Linked DNA regions of Sus scrofa: region 2 is linked to region 1. Evidence: chromatin contacts called from public promoter capture Hi-C data. All regions are on one chromosome and are shown on one strand. The core of a region is the stretch at or near the end of the contact, and the rest is flanking DNA. Distances in the headings are between cores, read along the strand shown.

Region 1 (6,110 bases), core at 3,422-5,921:
AGGCCAGCGGCTACAGCTCCGATTAGACCCCCCCAGCCTGGGAACCTCCAAATGCCACAGGAGCGGCCCTAGAAAAGGCAAAAAGACAGAAAATTAAAAAATAATATAAATAAATAAAATACTCCCCTCTAGCACCTCAGTCTCTCCCATGTCCATATGTTTGGGAGATCTGGGAGGATGGGGAGAAATGAATGAGGGTCTCTTGGGTATGACCCATCCCAGGAGGGGACTGAGATGGAAATGTGATGGAAGGCTACTGGGCTCTCCCATTGGAGGCTGGGCTGGTTTCTGCCCCAGGTAGGTATCTTCTGAGATGTCCTGAGTGTCAGTGAATTTATGTCCACTCCAGTTGGGCTGGACAGCAATGCCTCATTTCTCAGATTCACATGACATCTGCGGATGGAGCAAGACCAAGGTGTCTGTCCTGCTTCCCGGTGGCCAGAGACTAGGATGCCTCTCCAAGCCTGACTGCTGAACTCATACTTCTCCTACAAAACCTTCCCCATATGGCCTCTTTTGCAGGAAGATATCTTGAGTCTCCCTGGTTGTCAGGACTCTGCTATCTAGCCTTCTGTTATTGCTATTGCTCTGTTCCTCTTCCTTGAGGACACAGGTTCCTTGAAGATCGATCTTGGGACTCAGGCCTCTGTGGGAGGTGGGTGGCACCTGGGACCCAGTGCTGGCACTGCCTTTTCTGCCCACAGTCTGCCTGACTGTCTCTGATCCTTATGGCTCTGCTGGGAGACCAAGACTCAACGGAGGTCCTGTTGCGGCTCAGCAGGTTAAGAACCTGACTGGTATCCATGAGGATGCAGGTTCAGTCCCTGGCCTCGCTTAGTGGGTTAAGGATCTGGTGTTGCAGCAAGTTAGGGCATAGGTCGAAGATGTGGCTGGGATCTGGTGTTGCTGTGGCTGTGGCGTAGGCCCCAGCTGCAGCTCCAACTTGAAGAGAGTAGCTACTGGGCCACCATCATAGGGCCCTGCAGGGATCTGGTCCTACATGTTCCCCACCCATCCTACCCAGGGCCCAGAATAGGGTGGATATCAGGGGACCCTCCCCCAGGATTTGGTGCATGAAATATGCTCGCACAGAGCTGGTGTCAATCACAGTTCAGCCTGCATTTTTTAGGAGACGCAGACAATCAGAGGGACCCATTTAACTGGGTTAGTGTTGAGCTTCCTTCAGGACACCTGAGTTCGCCCCCCTCACACAGTCCCCAGCATCACACCATGAATTTTTCAGGACGCTGCCCCAGAAAGACTAGGGTTGTTGGCTGCTTTTGCTTCCATTATGGACCTGTGGAAACTCTTGCCCTGGGGCTCCCCTGTCCCAAGCCTGGCAGAGGAGGTGATGCTGGGGTCAGCCCCTCAGCTTCCCACTCAAAGGCCACTTGACCTCTTGGAGGAGAGGGAACCTCCTGGACAGACTAGGGTTCACAGCCCACCCAGAGACCCTGGACAAATCCCTTTTTTGGAGCCTCTAGAAAATGGAAGAAAGGAGTTCCTGCTGTGGTGCAGTGGGTTAAGAATCAGACTGCAGGAGTTCCCTCTGTTGTGAAATGGGATCATTGGTGTCTTGGGAGCACTGGGAGGCAGGTTCCATCCCTGGCCCGGCACAGTGGGTTAAGGATCCGGCATTACCGCAGCTATGGCTTAGGTGGCAACTGCGGCTCGGATCTGATCCCTGGCCTAGGAACTCCATATGCCTTGGGACGGCCAAAAAAGAAGAATCAGACTGCAGCAGCTCGGCTGGCTGAGGAGGAGAGAGTTCAATCCCTGGCCCAGATGCTTCAAGTGTAGCCATTAAAAAGAAAATGGAAAAACAATTTTTTTTGGTGGCAAAGAGTGAAATCAGGAGTTTTATGCAGCTGTACACAGTAGGTATTTAATAGGTGTTTATTCCACTGGGATGGAGGGTAGGACCCGCTTCACGGGCTGAGATCTGGGGTCTCCTTGGGAGTCCCAGAGGAGGTTCTGGGAGGGCTTCCTGGAGGACGGGCCATCAGATCTGGGCCTTAAAGGCAGAGTCACTTGAAATCAGGGAAGGCGTACCCCAGGGGTGGGCAACAGCGAGAGCTAAGGCCAGGAGCTGGGCAGAGAAGTAAGGGAAGGGCCCCGAGCCCCACCCCATGTTTCTCTCTGTCTCTTGGCTAGGACATTCAGAAGTACACAGAGCCCTCGCTGTCTCCTTGGTCATCAAACTTCTGGATCTGCATCTTCAGGTGCCTTAGTTTGCCCTTTAGGTAGTGGCAGCGAGCCTGCTTGTCCAGGAAGCTGGGGTCCTGAGTAGGGCAAGAGCCAGGGAAGTCCTTTTGGCAGTCTGGCCTGTGGCTCTCAAGCTGCTTGACCCTTTGCCTTTCCCTCTCTGAGCCTCAGTTCTCTTTCCTTGAAACAGGGCACAAGCGTCCCAGCCTCATGGGGGAGAGAAAGAGGGAGAGTGTGTATGTGTGTGTGTGCACAGGCGTGTGCAAAGGCCAGGCTCTAGGACTCAGGAGGCATGACTCACCATCTGCTTCTTCTTAAATTCCCTCCAGACACGGGCAGCAACATGGGCCTCCTTCTGCAAGGGGAGAAAAAGGGGGTGCTCAGGGAGCATGGGACCCAAGGATGGATGGGAAAACAGGCTCAGACAGACAAGGTGGACCTCAAGGGCTGACCTTGGCCCATGTGCTGTGGTGCCACCCAGCCTGAAGGAGAGGCCCAGAGATCTGAACCCAACGGATTTCTGGAGGCCAAGGTTGAGCCACATGGAAGGGCTATAGCGTGGGGTTTTCCACCTGGGTGCTGACCTGGCTTTGGGGTGGAGGCAGTGAGTTCAGCAGGGCCTGCAGCTGCTGGAGCTTTGCCTGGGCAGAGCCCACCTCCTGCTGGAGCTCCAAGAACTCTGAGTACTGGTCCTGGAACACTGCAACATAGCGGCTTCGATCCGTCTCACTGCTCACTGATGGGTACTTACTATAGGGTGGGAAGGGAGTCAAAGTGCGAGTGTAAAGAATCTCTCTTTTCTCCATTCAGTGCGATTTTGTAATTTTTTTTCTTTGTCCATGTCGGATTCTTTGCCCCAAGCGCACTTTTTCTCTTTTTACTATTTGGTAAACTCTTATTTACTTGGCAAAACCCAAACCTCAGAGTTCCCACTGAGGTTCAGCAGGTTAAGAATATGACTAGTGGGAGTTCCCGATGTGGCACAGCAAAATGAATCTGACTAGTATCCATGAGGATGAGGGGTGGATCCCTGGCCTCGCTCAGTGGGTTGGGGATCTGGCATTGCTGAGGTGGCTCAGATTCCACGTAGCTGATGTAGGTCAGCAGCTGTAGCTCCAATTCCACCCCTAGCTTGGGAACTTCCATATGCCACACATGTGTCCCCAAAAAGCAAAAAAAAAAAAAAAAAAAAAAAAGTAATATCACTACTATCCATGAGGACATGGGTTCCATTCCTGACCTTGCTCAGTGGGTTAAGGATCCCGAGTAGCTGCAAGCTGCTGCATAGGTCGCAGATGCGGCTCGGATCTGGCATTGCTGTGCCTGTGGTGTAGGCTGGCAGCTGCAGCTCCGATTTGACCCCTAGCCTGGGATCTTCCATATGCTGCTGGTGCAGCCCTAAAAAAGAAAACGAACTAACAAACAACAACAAAAAAAACAACCACCCTCCCCAACCTCAGTACTCCTTCCCTGTTCCCAGGCATCAGGAACCACAGCAGAGACACTCACAGCTCATAGTCAGGAACTGGGTGGAGCCTAGGCATTTGTTCCTTGGGGACGGCTCTAATAGACTTCTTGGTGCCCAGGGGCAGCTCATCCTCAAATACAATCTTCCTGGGCCTTGTTCTGTGTGCTCCGGGCTGGGGCTGGCACAGAGGGCGAGGCGCGCTGGGTTTGAGGCTTCCAGGCACCGGTCGCTGAAGACGCCGCAGGAATCACGATTTGGAGTTAATGAGGGTATCGGGAAGCTGAGATCCCTTAAACAGGGGGGAATGAATCCTTATGCCTAGGTCCAGCCTGTGGGCTCGCCTCCCATTCAGACTCACCGGGGGACCAGGGCCAGGCGGGTGGGTCTGCAGGTTTCCCCGGGAGCCGCAGGTGTGGAGGGGCTCCCGAGTGGGCATCGGCTTCCGGGCGGCGCCGCTCGGGCGCCCCCGGGCCGGTGAGTGGGTCCTTCGGGGAGAGTCGTGGCTCCCGCGTGGCGGGGGCGGTCGACGCGCGGCCTGTGGACACGGAAGAGGACGCGCATGGAGGACCGTGAAATAGCAAGGACAGACAGGAGGTGGATCTTGGCGCACCAAACTCTCCATCCGCTAGCACGTTCTCCAGCTCCGCCCTCATTTGCATAAACCCCCTCCGCCGAGTGCGTAACCCGGAAGAGCGCTATGCAAATGATCCGTTACGTCACCGCCCAGCCCAGGTTTGGCTCTATTAACCCCGGCGCTGCCATTGCCATAACCTCTCCCGCAGGAGTGTGCGAAGCTCAAGGACCTCGCGCGGAACAAAACCTTCGGGATCTCCGGCCCGACTGCAGGCTGTAGGAACTACTCCCTCCCCTGGTCACCTGTCCCAGTGTCCGGGGCTCCGAGTCTGGGTCCGCTCCCGAACAGGCGCTAGAGTCCGTGTTGTGCATTAACTACCGGCTGGACTGAACTGGCTCGGTTGATCAGCAGGGCGGGGGCGGGGCCTGGCGGTACAGGGTGTGGCTGGCGGTGAGGGGGCGGGGCCTGTCGAACGGGGACGTTGACCCACACCCTTGAAACTCAGGTTCAAGTCCAACGGAGACCACTGCCTGCTGTGTATTTGGGGCCAGACTCCCTCTCTCTGACCTCCAGTTTATTTGTCTGAAAAACTGGTGGTTTTGGAGAATTTGCAATTATCTATTTACTCAGTGATTATATTTTAAAACTATTTCTTTAAATAATCACTGGAAGCTTGCATAGAAAATTTAAATAGGGGAGTTCCCATTGTGGCTCAGTGGCTTAAGAATCCGACTAGTATTCTTGAGAATATGGGTTCGATCCCTGGCCATGCTCAGGGGGTTAAAGCTCTGGTGTCGCCGTGAGCTACGGTGTTAGGTACAGGAGGCGCCTCCCGTCCTGCATTGCTGTGGCTGTGGTGTAGGCCAGCAGCTGCAACTACCAATTCGACCTCTAGCCTGGGAACTTCCATATGCTGAGGGTGTGTACCTAAAAAGACAAAAAAGATAAGAAAATTCAAGTAGAAAAGATGCTTAGGGCAAAGCGAATTTCTCACCCATCTTAATTTTTTTTGTCTTTTCAGGGCTGCATCCGTGGCATATGGCAGTTCTCAGGCTAGGGGTTGAATCCTAGCTGAAGCTGCTGGCCTACACCACAGCCACAGCAACACCAGGTCCAAGCCTCATCTGTAACCTACACCACAGCTTGTGGCAACACCAGATCCCTAACCCACTGAGCAATGCCACGGATGGAACCCACGTCGTCATGGATACTAGTCAGGTTCATTATCGCTGAATCACAAAGGGAACTACTCTCACCCATCTTTATCCCTTGAGGCAGCAGTTAATAGTGTCTCCTTCTGGATATATCTTAATTCAGTAACAAATAAATGTTCCTCACTACTACAGACAATATGTAGAAAGAATATTTCAGTGCACATTTCTTTGGCCAATTATGGAAGATTGTGTAGGATAAATGCCTAGAAGTGAAATTGCCTGGGCAAAGGGACCTGGGTATTATAATTTGGAAAGATATTGTATCCCTGGCCTTATTCAGCGTGTTAAGGATCTGATGTTGCCATGAGCTGTGCTGTAGATCACAGACGTGGCTTGGATCTGGCATTGCTATGGTGTGGTGTAGTCCAGCAGCTACAGCTCTGCTTCAACCCCTAGCCTGGTAACTTCCATCAAAAAAAAGAAAGAAAGAAAGAAAGAAAATACTGTCAAGTGGCTCTTCAGTGAGGCTGTGCTACTGATGTTCTAATCAGCTGGTTTTCCCACAATCTTTGCAAACCAAATGGTATCACAGTTTCCTGTAAGTGTATTTTCAGTTTTAAATCTTGCCTAATCTATGAGTGAAAATATTCAGAAACCTTTTGAATTTCTTTTCCTGTTTATTTCCTGCAAATTTTTTTTCCTTCTTGAT
Region 2 (6,087 bases), core at 1,967-4,466, 520 kb after region 1:
AGGCTGTACCCTTGGCATATGGAGGTTCCCAGGCTAGGGGTCAAATCAGAGCTGTGGCCGCTAGCCTATGTCACAGCCACAGCAATGTGGGATCCAAACCCCGTCTGCAAACTATACCACAGTTCATGGCAATGCTGGATCCGTAACCCACTGAGTGAGGCCAGGGATTGAACCTGCATCCTCATGGTTACTAGTCAGATTTGTTTCCGCTAAGCCACAATGGGAACTCCACAATTAATTCTACTACTTCTCACAAGTGCCTTAAACCTCACTACTGACAAAGTTCTCAATAGCTCTTCACAATAGCCAGGAAAGGCAATCCAGGATTATTTTACTCATGAGGCCATTTCACAGGTGGCTCACTGAAGCTCATGTAAGCAAAGCAACCAGCCTGGTGTTGTACTCATTGCTAGAGGCAGAACTGACTCCCAATTTGAAGATTATTACTTCAAGCTAGGTTCACTCTCAAAATTCTTAATTTCTGAACAAGGGGCCCTGCAGATCCTGTAGCTGGTCCTGCATCAGCATATGGGTTCTAAGAAGAAAACTTCAGAAACACCAAACTGGGGGGTTAAAAGCTAAGTCCAATGCCTCCCTTTTCTTTTCTTTTCTTTTTTTTTTTTTTTTTCCTAGGGCCACTCCCATGGCATATGGAGGTTCCCAGGCTAGGGGTTGAATTGGAGCTGTAGCCATTGACCTACGCCAGAGCCGCAGCAATGCAGGATCCGAGCCACGTCTGCAACCTACACCACAGCTCATGGCAACGCAGGATCCTTAACCCACTGAGCAAGGCCAGGGATTGAACCCACAACCTCATGGTTCCTAGTTGGATTCATTAACCACTGCACCAGGACGGGAACTCCCAATGCCTCCCTTTTCTAAGGGGAGGCATGTACCCCAGAGCAATTGTAGTGATACTTGGGATAAAGCAGACCTGGTGTTTTGGGTTTTTTTCCACTTTTTTGGCCACCCCTTGGCATAAGTAGTTCCCAGGCCAGGGATCAGATCTGAGCCGCAATTGCAACCTGAGCCACAGCTGTGGCAACACTGGATCCTTAATCCACTGTGCTGGGCTGGGGATTGAACCTGCCCAGTGCTCCCAAAATGCCGAAGATCAGGTTGCGCCACAGCGGGAACTCCAGACCTGGGTTTGAATCCCAACACTGTCATCTACTTGGGACCACAGACTCATTGCATATGTATATTAGTTTAGCCTCTATTTCCGATTCCCCCAGTTATGAAAGGAGGGGGTTGAACATTGAATGGGGTAAAGGGATCTCAACCTTGATAGCATACAGCATCACTGGGGGGAGGGGAGCTTGAAGCAGGAGCATGCCAGGGTCCTATCCTAGATATTCTGATCCAGGTGGTCTGGAGCAGAGATGAGGTGGGGATTTAAGAGCCCCCAGGGGCCTCTAAGGTGCAGCTGGGGTTCAGAACCATTGAACAACCTTCAGGAACCTTCAGGCTTTGGTACTTCAAGTTCAGATGATTTACTCTGTGAGTCCAGCAGGAATGTCCCAATCCCTCCCACACCCTCCCAGCCAGCCCAGAGACCTCTTTCCTTCCAGAGAGTTGTGTTCTACATCTTTATGGGGCTTCTGCCCTCCACAATTTTAGATTTCCCAATGTGTATTAGGTTCTGTACTTGCCCAGGGGACTGGCCTGAGCCACCAGGAATTCATCTGTAGGAAATACAGCCCCGTGTCAGGCTAAGGCAATATAAAGCTTATTTTGCTTTGCAAAGCAACTGCTTTCCAGAAGAGCTTTTAAAGAAATAGGCTCTGGCATGTGGATGAACTAAAATAAAATGGAAAAAAAAAAAACACTTGGCAGGCAGAGTATGGTCCTATTTGCATAAGACATGTATTTCCATCCATAACTACAGAGGTATACATGCAGAGAAGAGAGGTCTGGAAAGGTGGCCACCATGTCAACTGTAATCATCTCTTTTTTCCTTTGGGCTTTTCAGTTTGATTTTTTTTTAATATATATGAGCGTCTATTTTTATCATCTTTTTAGAAAAACTATTTCCACTGAGAAGAGAATATAGGGGTAATTTACATTTAAACAGGGGAGAGGTTCACAAAATTTGGGGTAATGGGTCTTTTTTCTAAAGCTAAACCCTGTTGTCCTTCTAGTTTGCTGGTGTGCTAAAATTATTAAAATACTAGGAAAGGAAAAAAACCACTCCCTGAATCTTGTATAAAAATACAAGGCATTTTTAAGGAGGCCATCTGCCATCACAACCCTGGAAGCTGGGTCTTCCAGCGCAGCGATTCTCCTTGAGGGTCTGCAGCTGGTGGGAGGAGGCTGACCCCAAATCACCCTGCCCTAGGGCCAGTACTACTCAGTAAGTGCAAAGGATCCGGACCAGAGCTGGAGGAATTCCCGCCGGGCTCGGAGATCTAGCACAGCTTCGGCTCCATGGCCACAGCAGGGAGGGGGCACCGGTGTCACTTTCTCTGAGCCTGATCACAGCCCCCAGCACAGCCGGCCCTTATATAGACACTCAGCTGCCACTCCGGCTTCTCACGCCAAGGGCAAGGAGGGAGGTCACGGCTCCGGGCAGCCAGGACATCTGGCCCGGCCGAGAGCGCCAACCCCCGCCGGTGCCCTCACCACGACCTACGACCCTTGCCCAAGCACACGTGACCCTACCCAGCAGGACCCCAGACCTTCTCTCCTTGCTTCCTCCCCAGTACCTGCTCCCCCTCCTTTGAACAATCACTTTCCTTCCCTCTGGCTTGCATCAGCTTCCCTTCCCCCAGCCCCGCAATCCCAGGGGCTTCTCCCCTTGCCCTCCCTCCAGTCCCTACCCTCTTCCCGCTCCCGAATAGGAGAATCTCACGATCCCGGCACCTGCCTGCTCCCCCGAACCAGGCCCTGGGGCTGTCCCCTCCCCTCCACGATCCAGGCCTTTCTCTTCCTCCAGACCCCCAGGGTTTACCCCCGTCCCTTTAATGCCAGCCCTCTCCAGCCCCCAACCCAGGCTCACCTGGCTCATACTTGAGGTAGATAATGGAGACGATGAAATAGCTAAGGTCGAAGACAGGGAAGAGGGGCACCCGCGAGAAGCTGAGCGCCAGCTCGCCCAGGCTCAGCGCCGAGAGCAGCTCCATGGCGCCTGACGGGTCGCACCCCAGCCCCCGGCCGGGTGCGTCCAGCTGCCCGAGGCCCGGCGAATGCGCCCCGCTGCTGGACCCGCCCCCGCCCGCCAGGCACCGCCCCCAACCCGGCCCCCGCGGGAGAGGAGGGGCTACCGCTGGCTTCGGAGCGGGTCTTGGGACAATCCTGTCCTACGGAGCCCTGTCGGTCGAGTGTCACACAGTCAGTCCCTTCGGCCATCACGACCCCCAGCCCAGCGAAGTGGGCTTCGAGGGGTCCTTGTGGTGTGTGAGTTGGGCAGGGGAGCTGTCTTTGTAGGGGGACGAGATTCGCTCAGCACAGGGCCCAACAGGCAGGATGGATCATCAAGGACCGGTTCCCGTGGGGCTCGATTAGGACCCTCGTCTCTGTGGAGCCCCTAGATCAGGAGGACCTCCGTCCCTCGTGGGGCCGGATCAGTTGTGAACCCCATAATCCCGTGCACCAAAGGGCCCCTTCAGTCAGGACCCCTGTCGTCTATAAAGCTGTCATGATCTCAGCCCTCTGTAAGTCATGACATCTGTCCTCCACAAGGAACCCCGTCTTCCAAGGGAATCGGTCAGTTGGGACCCCTGCCCCCGGTACTGCCCGTCTAGTGTGGGATCCCGGCTCCCGTGGAGCCCGGGAGGAGGCCCTTTTGGAGTCCAATCAATCTGGGCCTCCATGCCCTGGAGAGCCCACTCTGTCAAGACCCATTCCCCTATGCAGTTCAAGGATCAGGGGACCGTGTTTCTCCAGAAGCCCCATCCGAGACCCCAACCCCACAACAGAAGCTGCTGCTCTAGTTCTCCAGCGCGCTGGTCCCTCAAGCCTGCGCGACTGGCTCGCAATTGGTGAACCAAGTCTGCCCCCAGATGGCTCCGCCCCTGGGAGACGTCAGGACCCCGCCCCGCCCTTTCTTGGTTACACTCTGGACCTCCCCAACAAGGAGCGGCGCTCTCTCTTTCTGAAGGGGGTTTGGTCTACAGCAGGCGGGACCCTGACTGCCTTGGTCTTTGATTGGCTCAGCCCTTGCCAGAGCTGCTTCGAGATTGGTCGGCTCGTGTTCCTCTCCCCTCCCTCCCAGAGGCTTCCGCTTCCTGTTCTGACGGACACTCCGGCCGTAACGATGATCGGGGACATCCTGCTGTTTGGGTAATTAGGGGGACCGGAAGATTGGGCCAGAGGGCCCGACGGGGTGAGGGGCGGCCCATGTAACCGTATTCTCCCTCTGCAGGACGCTGCTGATGAACGCCGGGGCGGTGCTCAACTTTAAACTGTGAGTAGGCCGCGTTGGACCGCAGCTCCATCCGGGGGACCCGTAGCCCCGCCCCCGAGAGCTTGAGCCCTTCCTACGCCGCGGGCCCTGCCCTCGAGTCCCAGCCCTCTGGCCCCGCCTTCATTATGGGCCATCCTCCTGTGACCCTCCAGGCCACAGCGACATGAAATCGGACTCTCCTGAGATCCCTCTGCTCACAAGCACGAGAGCCTCAGGCCCATCACCCAAGAATCTCTTAGCCCTAGCCTGTACCCTCAACCCCGCATCTGGCACCTTCGGACCACCCTCTCCACACCGTCCGTGGCTGCAGGCATAGCTGTGATGGGCGGGGCAGGGAGGATTATTGAACAGCGAGGTCACACAGCAAATCAGCGGTAAGGTTAGAGCTCCCCTCTGAGCTGGGAGTCAGGGCCCGGGGACTAAACGGTTTCTTTGTCCTGTTGAAAGTAGACGCTGTCTGCTTCTCCTTATAGGAAAAAGAAGGACACGCAGGGCTTTGGGGAGGAGTCGAGAGAACCGAGCACAGGTAAGGCCTTCTTTCTGAACTCTGGAATTGGTACATTTCAGCGAAGACAGTTCTTTCGCACCAGTTTTCTTTTTAAGTATGTGTGTGTGTGTGCGCATGTGCGTGTGCATGTAGTGGGCCTGAGTTTGTGATGTTCCTTCTATCCACTTCTGTCACCCGCTTCTTTCTCCTACCAGACCTCCCTGCATAGGTCAGCACTTATCTCACTTATTACAGTTATAATTTTTCTTTATGTGTGCTATCATCTGGTAAAGTCGCCCCTCACACTTGACCTTACACTCCAGAGAAGAGGCTCCAGCTTGTTTTGGCTCATCTCTGTGTCCTTGCAGTGCGAAGATTCCCACCATGAAGGAATGAATGAATGAGTGAATGAACAGCCTCACAAATAGCTATTATTTTCAGCATGCTGTGGACCTGTTTGTTTAATTTTCAATTAGATTGGTTTTCAGGTAAATCAGGAGATGTCATGTAAAAATTCAGAGGTCTGATTTTTAAGAAAAATCAGAGCACTCTACAACTGAGTTCAGGCGACCTTTTGGCACCTATTGAATGGGAGTCGAGATGCAGGACCCCACTGAAGCAGGGCATGTGACCTCTACCTCAGCCCAGCCCCAGCCCTCTTATTTTTATGTCATTCCATCTGCCCAGCCCATGGAGGCCCTAGAATTTATACCTCCTGCTGAATTGATTTGTTTAACTACTTGGAGTCTAATGGGACCTGTACATGCCTGTTGTATCCATTCATTTGTTTTCCAAGCATTTATTGAGCACCTGCTGTGTGCCAGCCACTGTGCTGGATGCTGGGGGCCCAGCAGGGCACAAGACAAATAAAATTCCTGCCTTTGGGTTGCACTATCATGGGGTGGAACAGACACTTCTGAAACAAAGAACAGACAGTGAAGGAGAAGGTGTCAGGTGAAGATAGTGATGGGGTGGCTGCTCCGGCTGGGTTGTGTGGCAGGAAGGCCCTCTGAGGAGGTGACACTGCAGTCAAGGCAGTGGGTGCTGTGATGGAGTGTTGCACAAGGACAGTAGGAACCCTGAGGAGCAGTGAATTTGAAGATGGACAGCTCTCCTCCCTGGCAGCCTGCTGGGTAGTAGCTGCCTCGTTAGGTGCTCCCTCTGGGTGTTTCACTCCACCTCCATTCTAAGAAGC

Evidence for each region. Promoter capture Hi-C pulls out the DNA fragments that hold promoters and counts their contacts.
Region 2: a promoter capture Hi-C map of liver shows a contact between it and region 1, with 4 times the contacts expected there. The contact joins the promoter of TMEM38A here to the promoter of OCEL1 in region 1. A contact is called at or near these places in 1 of 5 promoter capture datasets (liver), 2 of 47 Hi-C or Micro-C datasets (heart right ventricle and liver) and 1 of 2 datasets of contacts at active chromatin or transcription factors (alveolar macrophages).

The regions. Positions count from the first base shown.
Region 1 is chr2:60,440,345-60,446,454 of Sscrofa11.1, forward strand. OCEL1 (occludin/ELL domain-containing protein 1) reads right to left here and starts at 4,672. Exons shown (of 6, transcript XM_003123490.4): 1 at 4,550-4,672; 2 at 4,032-4,208; 3 at 3,715-3,902; 4 at 2,790-2,955; 5 at 2,507-2,560; 6 at 1,859-2,282. The coding sequence starts at 4,618. The coding sequence ends at 2,160.
Region 2 is chr2:60,957,311-60,963,397 of Sscrofa11.1, forward strand. TMEM38A (trimeric intracellular cation channel type A) reads right to left here and starts at 3,217. Exons shown (of 6, transcript XM_021083580.1): 1 at 2,999-3,217. The coding sequence starts at 3,122. SMIM7 (small integral membrane protein 7) reads left to right here and starts at 4,222. Exons shown (of 5, transcript NM_001244720.1): 1 at 4,222-4,281; 2 at 4,364-4,405; 3 at 4,879-4,931. The coding sequence starts at 4,256.